Regions from separate parts of the Pan troglodytes genome. Here region 1 is linked to region 2. A link is a contact called in public HiChIP or PLAC-seq data. All regions are on one chromosome and are shown on one strand. Each heading gives the region's core, a stretch centred on a gene start, on an enhancer-like site or on the middle of the called end of the contact. The rest is flanking DNA. Distances are from core to core; before and after follow the strand shown. Region 1 holds the start of MARF1 (meiosis regulator and mRNA stability factor 1). Region 2 holds the start of NTAN1 (N-terminal asparagine amidase).

Region 1 (4,812 bases), core at 720-3,219, 540 kb before region 2:
GAGGATCACTTGAGGCTAGGAGTTCGAGACCAGCCTGGCCAACATGGCAATATCCCGTCTCTACTAAAAACACAAAAATTAGCCAGGCATGGTGGTGGGCGCCTGTAATCCTAGCTACTCAGGAGGCTGAGGCATGAGAATCGGTTGAACCCGGGAGGCGGAGGCTGCAGTGAGCCAAGATCCTGCCACTGCACTCCAGCCTGGGCAATGAAGCAAGACTTTGTCTCAAAAAAAAAAAAAAAAAAAGTAAAAAGGAAATGTGTCTGCATTCTTTAATGTTTTCTGGCTAAAAACTATTTTTTAAAAAAAGCAATTAGAAACCTACAATTACCTTGTTTCTTAAGATTTTTAGTTAATATGGCTTGTGTTGAAACATACTCAACTGAAATAAAATGGGGAAAAAACACCTCTGAAGAGTAGCTTATTTGTTTGGTACTTTGAAAAAAGCCAAAACGCTAGAAACGGGTTTTTCATCTATTCTAATCTCCACTTGGAAAATACTACCTATACACAGATATAATGAAGATTTTTTTCTTTTTCTTTCTTTTCTAAATAGTGATAGGGTTTCACCGTTTCCCAGTCTAGTCTCAAATTTGTAGGCTCAAGAGATCCTCCCTCCGTAGCCTCTCAAAGTATTGGGAATACAGGCCTGAGCCACTGCGCCCGGCCCACAGTCAAGATTTAGTCAGCAGTAATAAATACCTACGCAGGGAGAGGATGTGTGCTTGCCATCTGCCTTCTGGAAAATTAAATACAGGCACAAAGGATTCTTCAGCTACATGTCTGATCCTGCCCTCCACAATACCCGTCTACAGGGATGTTTACAGGGATGTGTTAATAATCCCCACGTAATGGGGATTGCCTATTGAAATAACCTCCCAGTAAGGATTTTTTTGGGCAAAATATTCTCGTTTGGCAATTTCGACTTACTGATTCTTTTGCAAAGTCAACTTGTTTCTGGGCAAACTTTAAAAATAAACTCCTAAGGTAGCATTCAGCTAGCAGCTAGCACATCCTAAATCGTGTCTAGATTTAACTTACACAATATGTGCTTTGCTTTTTTCCTAATTTGCAACAGAAAATAGTAATCAGCTGGTAGTTTCAGAAATCACCCTTTTGCTGAGTCTTAAATTTTTTTTATTCCAGGGAAACGTGAAGATTGTGGGGCGCTATTTTTTTTTTTTAAAGCAAACCACACAGCATATCTGGCCACCTAAAACACAAAGTGTTTGAAACTAACCGTAAGATCTCCTTTCTGCTCGCCCAATCTGTCACTGGAAACGCAGTATTCATTTGTAACCAGCTTTGGAGCAGGGCTTTTAAAAATAACGTTTTCTTGCTAAAGTCCCCCAAAATCTCTTGATTCTTGGTGGCAATGTCCAGTTGAGTCTTTGCACACACTGTATTTTTGCCAGCTGGGTCGCAACTTTGCGAGAACTCCGGGGGACCTCGTAGGAAGCCGGGTTGGCAGTTATTTTTTTCTCCATTTGCCACTAGGTTGCACTAGATTTAGGATGCTGGGGAATATGCGCCATTTAGTTTTTAAAAATAAAGTAGGACCATCACGTGACGAGACCCGAGAGAGGAAAAAAAAAAAGCCGAAGGGATAGGGTTTTTCATTGAAATCCCGTTCAAATCGCCTTCCCTCCAAAGCCTGAAAGAGCTGAATTCTATTAAATCCTGGTTGGCAGGTTTTTTCCTCGGGTCCACGTCACGAGCTCATTCTCCGCTTCAAGGTTCCTTTCGACTCCACAACGTGAAGCCAGGGGGAAGGCCTCCTTAAACTGGGGGTTTTCGCCAAAAAAGCCAGGGTCACCCCCCGGGAAAGTCCCTATTTAGGGGTTTATCGGGAGGGGACTGAGCCTGACGAGGCTGCAGGGCCGCGAGGCCCCGCCCCCCCCGGGGTTCCCAGCATGCCCCGCGCGGACAGGACGCGGCGGCGGAGGCGGGGCGAGGAAGGGGCGGGGCGAAGAGGAGAGAAGGGCGTCGGTTTTGCGACAGGGGCGGTGTGGTGCGGAAGCGGAAGTGGAGGGTGCGCTTGGCGGCGGCGGCGGGAGCTGCGGAGTCGGGAATCAAAACAAAGGGCCTGGGGGGGGCGGGGGGAAGGCGGCGGGGCCGGAATGTGAGCGGAGGTGGAGCCGGCGGCAGAGGTGAGTTTGCAGACAGTCCTGCGACCAGACCCCGGCAGGCTCTGCTCCGAGGCCAGCGGGGCGGGACGGAGGACAGTGTCCCCTCTTTCCCCGCTTATTGCTGGTGGGATGGTGGTGGAGAGGGGAGGTTGGCTAACTGGGACGCGCCAGTTGGGCCCCCCACGAAAGAGTTGGCTTGTCTCCCTTTCGGGTCCATTCACTACTGTCACTGTTGGCGCCGCTGTTCCCCTTCGAGGGCATTTGGCTCCCCGCCCGCCCCTGTCTGACCCCTGGTGGGGCCCTCCAGGAGTGAAGTGCACAGCTGGAAGGTTAAGAGAGAAGGAAAGGGGCGGGTGTTTTTGCAACACACTGCCCCGTCCCCGGCCGTTTTGCATTCCCCTCGGCCTTTTAGCAACACATAGGGTGTAGTCTCAGGGTTGACAGTGTCTAGGGCTTCAGCCACTCTCACTAGTAGTTGTAACGCGACCTCGTGATACACCTTTTAGAGTTTCTCAAGCACCTTTCCGGTATTACCAAGAGCTGTCCAATTGCATTTGTGTCTTTTGGACTTCTCTGAGCGGTAAATATTCTTCTGTTTTGCATATCGGTGTATTGAAACCTAAACTGTTTTCCTATTTATTAAGCTTTATTCGTTCAACAGTTTATTAAAATATGCCAGGCATTGTACTAAGGACAGGAGTTGGAATAGTAAATAAGAAAACATAGTCTCTGCTGTCATGGAGTTTATAGCCTAATGGGGGAGAAAGATAATAAAATAAGCTAAAAAGGCCGTTTTGGACAGAAGAGCTATGGGGGAGAAAACGGTAATGGGATGGGGTGGTGTGGGGTCAAAGACTAGATTGGGTGCTAAGGAAACAACATTTGCTAAATGTTCCCCGTGGATTACCTCATGTAATCCAAACAACGGCCTTGTAAGGTGGTTTCTATTATTATCACACCCATTTTAGAGATGGGATCTGAGGTTCAGAGAGGTTGTGAGTTGTCCAAAGCTGCACCGCAGTCTAATTGGAGACCAAAACGCAGACAGTCTACAGAGCCTATGCTCTCCTCATTGAATTGGTCAAAAGACTTGAAGAGAGTGACAGAAAGGAGACTGTCGCTCAAGTCAAACAGAACCTGCTTTTGGCTACCTAAGTTGCTTCGTGGATGATATTTGGGAAGTTTTCAGGGTGCAGGCACCTGAAAGTTTTTACTTTTAATCGCTTGTATTGAGCAGTATTGAAGGCACCTTGATGTAGTGGAAAGGGGTGAACAAGCCTAATTTTGTGTCAGGCTCGCTACAAAACTTCATTAAGTTTCTTTTTCTCTCTCTGCAAAAATGTAGCTAATTTCTCCCCTGTCTATTTCACAGGATTATTGCAAAAATTATATAAGAGGATCCCACCGTCTGGGTTTTTTTTCATCATTATATTCCTTGTGCCAAGCACAGGCCTGCTGCATAGTAGATACTAAGTAAATATTTGCTGAATGAAGACATAAGTAATGTTAAGTGAAAATACTTTATAAACTAGATAATACTGTGAATGTTAGCTCACTTTCAGGATTTGGCTTTGAAGAAGTTTGAGAGAATGTTTAAGTTATGAACACCGTGAATATCACAGATTCTTAAGATTTTGAGAGGAGCTTTTTGGGGACATAAAACCTGTATCTAATAGGAAAGACAAGAATCGTAATTTACTATCAGTGGTAGCAGTTAAATCCATCTCCAAATTAACCACTCCCAATAGTGTGTAGTAGGTAATGTTTACTTTGTATTTACAGAGTAGGGAGCATTTTGGTTGGCACAAGAGATACAGTGGTGAAAATAGACAGTGGGGTTCATTTATCTAATTTTTTTTTCTCTGTAATGCAGTGGCGGGGAGAAATTAGCCACATTTTGCATAGGAGGAAACAGAAACTTTAAAACAAAAATTTTTTTAGAGATGGAATCTCACTCTGTTGCCCACGCTGAAGGGCCAGTGGCACAATATAGTTCACTGTAGCCTCAAATTCTTGGGCTCAAGAGATCCTCCTACCTCAGTCTCTCTAGTAGCTGGGACTAGGCGCATGCTGCCACACTATGCTAATTTTTTGAACTTTATTTTATTTTAGAGCTGTGATCTTGCTATGTTGCCCAGGCTGACAAAAGAGCCACGTAGTAAATATAGGCTTTGTGGGCCATACAGTCTCTTTGCAGAGACTCTCTTTGCAACTCTGCAATTGGAATGCAAAAGCAGTCATAGGCAGTATTTAAGTGAATGAGTGTGTCTGTGTCCCAATTAAACTTTATTTATGGACACTGACATTTTAATTTCATGTAATTTTGTTTGTTGGTTTTTGAGACAGGGTCTCACTCCGTCGCCCAGGCTGCAGTGCAGTGGTGCAATCACAGCTCACTGCAGCCTTGACTACGCAGTCTTAGGTGATTCTTCCACCATAGCCTCCTGAGTAGCTGGGGCTACAGGCATGCACCACCACGCTCAGCTAATTTTTTGTAGCCATGGGGTTTTGCCATGTTGCCCAGGCTGGTTGGGAACTCCTGGGTTCAAGCAATCCACCCACCTTGGCCTCCCAAAGTGCTGGGATTACAGGCCTGAGCCACGGTGCCTCGCTTGCATTTATTGTTAAGACCTGTAAGAGTGTTGTTGCTCTGGCGTAGATATAACACATCTGCGACTTGAGA
Region 2 (5,035 bases), core at 2,272-4,771:
TCCCAGCACTTTGGAGGCCGAGGCGGGAGGATCGCTTGAGGTCAGGAGTTTCAGACCAGCCTGGCCAACATGTTGAAGCCCCATCTCTACTAAAAATACAAAAATTAGCCGGGCATGGTGGCAGATGTCTGATACTCAGGAGGCTGAGGCAGGAGAATCACTTGAACCTGGGAGGCAGAGGTTGCAGTGAGCCAAGATCGTGCCATTGCACTCCAGCCTGGGTGACAGAGCAAGGCTCTGTCTCTCAAAAAATAAATAAATAAATAAATAATAAAAGCAGGAACTAAGCTACGCTGCGAGCATCTTGTAGACTCTGTGGAACTATATTACCCAAGATGTTGCAGGACTGGTTACCGAGTACCCAGTGACTGGTTAAGAGTGACTAAGGGAGGGCTCTAAACAGCTCTGGCCAAAGGAACTTCATGCTGGGATGGCCACCGTCTATATTCACACTGTCTCATTAGTAGCCATGCTGTCTGCTCGGCACTTGAAATGTGGCTACTGCAACTGAGGAACTGAGTTTTCAATTTTATCTAATTTTAATTGATTTTTAAGTTAAATCCTAAGTAACCACATGGCTCGTGGCTACTGTACTGAATAGCGCAGCTCCAGAGTCAAGGGCAGGCTGCCAGGGTTCCAATCCTGGCTTCACCACTCCCAGGATGTGGGGCCTGGGGCCAGTTTCCCAGCCTCTCTGTGCCTCACAGTCCTCATCTGTAAAATGGGAATAGCAGTAACTCTTGCTGTGGTGCTTGGCAGCTTCCACTGTATGACTGTTATTGTTGTTATTTGCTAGTCATAGCCACACACAGGCTTCTAACTGTTGGTACTCCATACTCAGAACACATCGTTACATGAAAAAGACACATTATAAAACAACATATAGTAAGCTATCATTTTTTTAAAAAAAGTAAATTATATACAAAGAAAAACCTTCATTAGGACTTTCACCAAACTAAAGAATGGTTGTAGTCATACATTTTTTTTCTGTATTATTATATTTTGCTTTCCTACAAAGAGGACACCCTGTTTTATTATATAAAAATAATCCAGGCCGGGTGGAGTGGCTCACACCGGTAATCCCAGCACTTTGGGAGGCCGAGAGGGGCAGATCACTTGAGGTCAGGAGTTCAAGACCAGCCTGGCCAACATGGTGAAACCCCGTCTCTACCAAAAATAAAAAAATTAGCTGGGTGTGGTGGCATGCACCTGTAATCCCAGCTACTTGGGAGGCTGAGGCATGAGAATCGCTTGAACCTTGGGAGACGGAGGTTGCAGTGAGCCGAGATTGCGCCACAGCACTCCAGCCTGGGCCACAGAACAAAACTAAGTCTCAAAAAAACCAACCAACCAACCAACCAAACAAACAAAAAACCCAACCTTTAATGTCTCCCTGTTGCTAAGTAGGTGAAAGGTCCATCTAAGCCCCTTGGTCATTTGGTCATCTGGGTACAATCCACCCCTGTAAGGTTACTTTCCATGCTTCCCCTCCTCACCCGGGCTGCTCCGGAGAAACTGGCCAGGCCACCCACCCACTGGGCCCTTCCCCTCCTGCCCGCCGCGCCCCAGGCGGCTTGCCCAGCTGCGATGCCCTCACCCTTCTTCTCCTTTTCAAATCTCTCTCGTGCCTGCATCCTTCTTCACTTACACTGCCGCAAATCAAAGTGATCGCCCCCTTCCAAAGTTCCTGTAACACAAACTGGTCCCCAGTACACAGCCTTTCTAGGACATGTCTTCTTAAATAGGCCAAAACCTTCCTTCGAGAGAAGCAGCCCCGGTATGTCACCAAATCTCCCTCCACACTTAAGTGTGCAGCCCGGGACACCCATCTAACTTTCTATCACGGACATTTTCAAACAGACATAAAAGTAGAGCATCCCCTAAATTCTTCAGGCGGCTGAAATTATTTTTCCTTGGTGAGTCCTACTCCTGACTTCGCTAGCTAACAGGACAGTAACACAACGCAAGGATAAAGTGACACGCCACCACGCCTAGCTCGGTGCATGTTGGCTAACAGACGATGGTCGGTCCTGAAATGCAAGCTGTGAATCACACAGAGCTGTCTGCCTTCTCCCCGTAAGTCCTTGTCACCCTTCAGAACACGTTCAGGGGTCATTTTGTGACCTCATTTATGCAGCAAATCTTTACTGAGCGCCAATTCTATGCCAGGGACCGTCCTACACTCTGAGGATACAAAAGTGAGGACACTACTCTTATCTGCCTTCAGGAGGCTTACATTCTGGGGACAGACCAATAGAGAACAAACAAGCAAACAAAATAATCACAAACTGTACAGCTGTGACAGATGAAACCTCTAAATGCCTTCCCCAACCCAACACACTTGGTCAGGTTCCTGTGCTTCCCATCTCAGAGTGAAAGGGGACGCTTTTTCTTTATGGCACTTAACAGTTTATAGTATCTGAGCCTTCTTCATCAGAAACCATTCTCCCTTCTAGACTATAAACACTCCGAGGGCAGGGACAGTGATCAGTACGTTGCCCAACAGATATTAGGGGCTCGATATTTGACTCTCAAATCAAGGAACTGATTGATTCCCCTTTAACAGGATCTATGGCAAGTAGGACGTCTGCCCCCGCCGCCACGCCCCGCTCTTTTTAAAACCTGAGAACCCCCTTGCCAACAGTCCCTGCATAAGCGTGGACAAGAGTTCAGAGATCTATTTGAGCACAAAAGCAGAAAAAAACAAAAACAAAACCCGTGCATTAGGGCGTGGTCCTATGGCCCAGCTGCGGAAAGCAGGGCTCTCTCTCCCGGCTAAAAATAACTCGGCGCCCTACGCCCCGGGGGTAGGGGAGAGAGAGGAGGAAGGACTGGGGGTCCCCGCCAAGATCCCCCAGGCCAAACGCTCTCCGAAGCCCACCCTGGAATAACCTCCTGCTTCACGGGGACGCAAGGACGAAGCAACGTTCACCGCAGGCTGCGGGTCCCCGAAGGCGGGCGGCCGGATTTGCCTAAACGGACCCAGCCCTATGGGGGCTGCAGCCGCCCCGTCGGGGAATGGGGGTCCCGGCGTGTCCCCGAGCCGCAGTGCTGTGCGACCTTGGGCAAGTCACCTAACCTCTCTGGGCCCCCATCCCCTCCCTTGTCAGAGAGTGGCCTCCGGGGCAGCCCGCTGAAGTCTAAAGAAGGCAAAAACTCCCCGACCCCTCAAGGGGAAGACGCGAGCCGACGGCCGGGGCTCCGGATGTGCCAACAGCGCCAAGTTTCAAGTCTGTGTCGCGTGAGGCGGGAGGCGGTGGGGTGAGGGAGGCGCTCGCCCGCCCTGCAGCTTCCCCTCGGGCCCGCCCCGAAGCCCCGCGCCGCGACCCACTCACCTCCAAAGGCGGGTGGGCTCGGACGAGGTCCCCGGCTGACTGCGGCAGCCGCACTCGCCGCCCCTCGACGAGCAGCGGCATCGCTGAGGCGGCCGCCCAGACAGGCCCAGGGAGGCGGCGGCCCCCCCGCTCTGCAGCCCCGGGCCGCCCGCCGCCCCCGCCCCTCGGGCCGCGCGTCCCGCCTCGTCCTGCCCCGCCCCACCGCGGGCGCTGCCGGGAAGTGGAGTCCAGGCGGAGGCGGTGCCGGCCGAAGAGACTAGAGAAATCCAGGACATGGCCGCAAGGCCTCACGGGAAATGTAGTCCAAAGCCAGGAAGTGGCCCTGGAAGCAGCGCGCGGCCCGCCTCCTCCGCAAGGGGCGCTGGGAAGTGTAGTCCCAAAAGCGTGGGAGTGAAGGAGCGGGGAAAGGGGAGCTGCCAGGGAGCAGCTGCACCAGCCAAGAGAGCCTCCGGACGAGTTCCTGGGGCGGGTTCTGGCTCCGACTGCTGCGCTTTAGGTCATTGCTCCACGCTTCCCAGGTGTGTGACCTTCCACAAGCTTGAGTTTGGGACCCTGCTGTGCAGCTCCGTAGGATTGCATTCAATGAGTAATAATAAACCTAATCAGGCGGGCACGGTGGCTCACGCCTGTAATCCCAGCACTTTGGGGGGCCGAGGCAGGAGGATCGCTTGAGGCCAGGAGTTCGAGACCAGCCTGGGCAACATAGTGAGACCCACCCTCCCCCATACCCTCGTCTCTGCCAAAAATTTAAAAATTAACTGGGCACGGTGGCATGCACCTGTGATCCCAGCCACTCTGTAGGCTGAGGCGGGAGGATCTCTTGACCCCAGGAGTGGGAGGCTGCAATGAGCTATGTTTGGGCACTGCAGAGGGACACTCTGTTTCTGAAAATAATAAAAATAAGTGTAAACGGTCTTAAACTGAGAAAATATATCCTGAACTGTGCTAGCCCCACGTACTAAAGAGATCATCGATTAACACGTCGTGATTGGAATGCAATAGGCCACTCACAGGTGGGCTGGGAACCGTGGGGGAAGGATTTGCGGATACTGACTGCAGAGCCCCTAATCTGAGGACAGGTCCCCAAGGTGAGAGGCGTCTCACCGTGGAGCTCTCTTCTAAAACTTGGAAATATTGCTCAAATTCATCCAACTCTGCAGCACATTAACAAAAAGTAATTTTACAAAAGATACAGAGGAGCCACTTGATACAGCAGAAACTTTATTAGAATTTTATCATCTGTATTCATCGTCTTCTTTCATAAATCTCCCCCTCAGCTTACACACCCCGTTCAACAAAAATACCAGGAAATTTACTAAAGAAGTGACTGTAGAAGATGGTGTTCCCATCGCCAGGTTACCCAACTTCTCACCCAAAATAACTCTATTTCTAGCTACTAGGAAATTATTTCTCTGTATTATTACACCTACATTTCTCATTTGTCCTTACAAATGTAGGAGCTACTATCAACACCTCATTTGTCATTTGTCCTCACAAATGTAGGAGCTACTATCAACACCTCCGTTATAACAGATACAGTAACTTGCTCAAAGTGGCAGAAATAAGTAGTAGAACGAAGACTGAACCTAGCTTTGCATGATTCCAAAGGCAGTGCTCTCCATCACTATAAGATGCTCCTAGACTGTACTGTAAACAACTCATTCTAACGCAGGTGACATTAAGTAAGTCCCAACTAGGAA

What was found. HiChIP or PLAC-seq counts read pairs in DNA pulled down with a chosen protein or histone mark.
Region 1: an H3K4me3 HiChIP or PLAC-seq map of stem cell-derived excitatory neurons shows a contact between it and region 2, with 6 times the contacts expected there. The contact joins the promoter of MARF1 here to the promoter of NTAN1 in region 2. A contact is called at or near these places in 1 of 7 Hi-C or Micro-C datasets (stem cell-derived neural progenitor cells) and 1 of 1 datasets of contacts at active chromatin or transcription factors (stem cell-derived excitatory neurons).

Annotation. Positions count from the first base shown.
Region 1 is chr18:17,956,984-17,961,795 of NHGRI_mPanTro3-v2.0_pri, reverse strand. MARF1 (meiosis regulator and mRNA stability factor 1) reads left to right here and starts at 1,969. Exons shown (of 26, transcript XR_010152287.1): 1 at 1,969-2,150. NDE1 (nudE neurodevelopment protein 1) reads right to left here and starts at 1,933. Exons shown (of 9, transcript XM_054668930.2): 1 at 1,241-1,933. The coding sequence starts at 1,293. It overlaps MIR484 (microRNA mir-484), which reads right to left and starts at 1,873; the gene lies at 1,796-1,873.
Region 2 is chr18:17,416,688-17,421,722 of NHGRI_mPanTro3-v2.0_pri, reverse strand. It overlaps NTAN1 (N-terminal asparagine amidase), which reads right to left and starts at 3,521. Exons shown (of 10, transcript XM_510838.7): 1 at 3,336-3,521. The coding sequence starts at 3,416.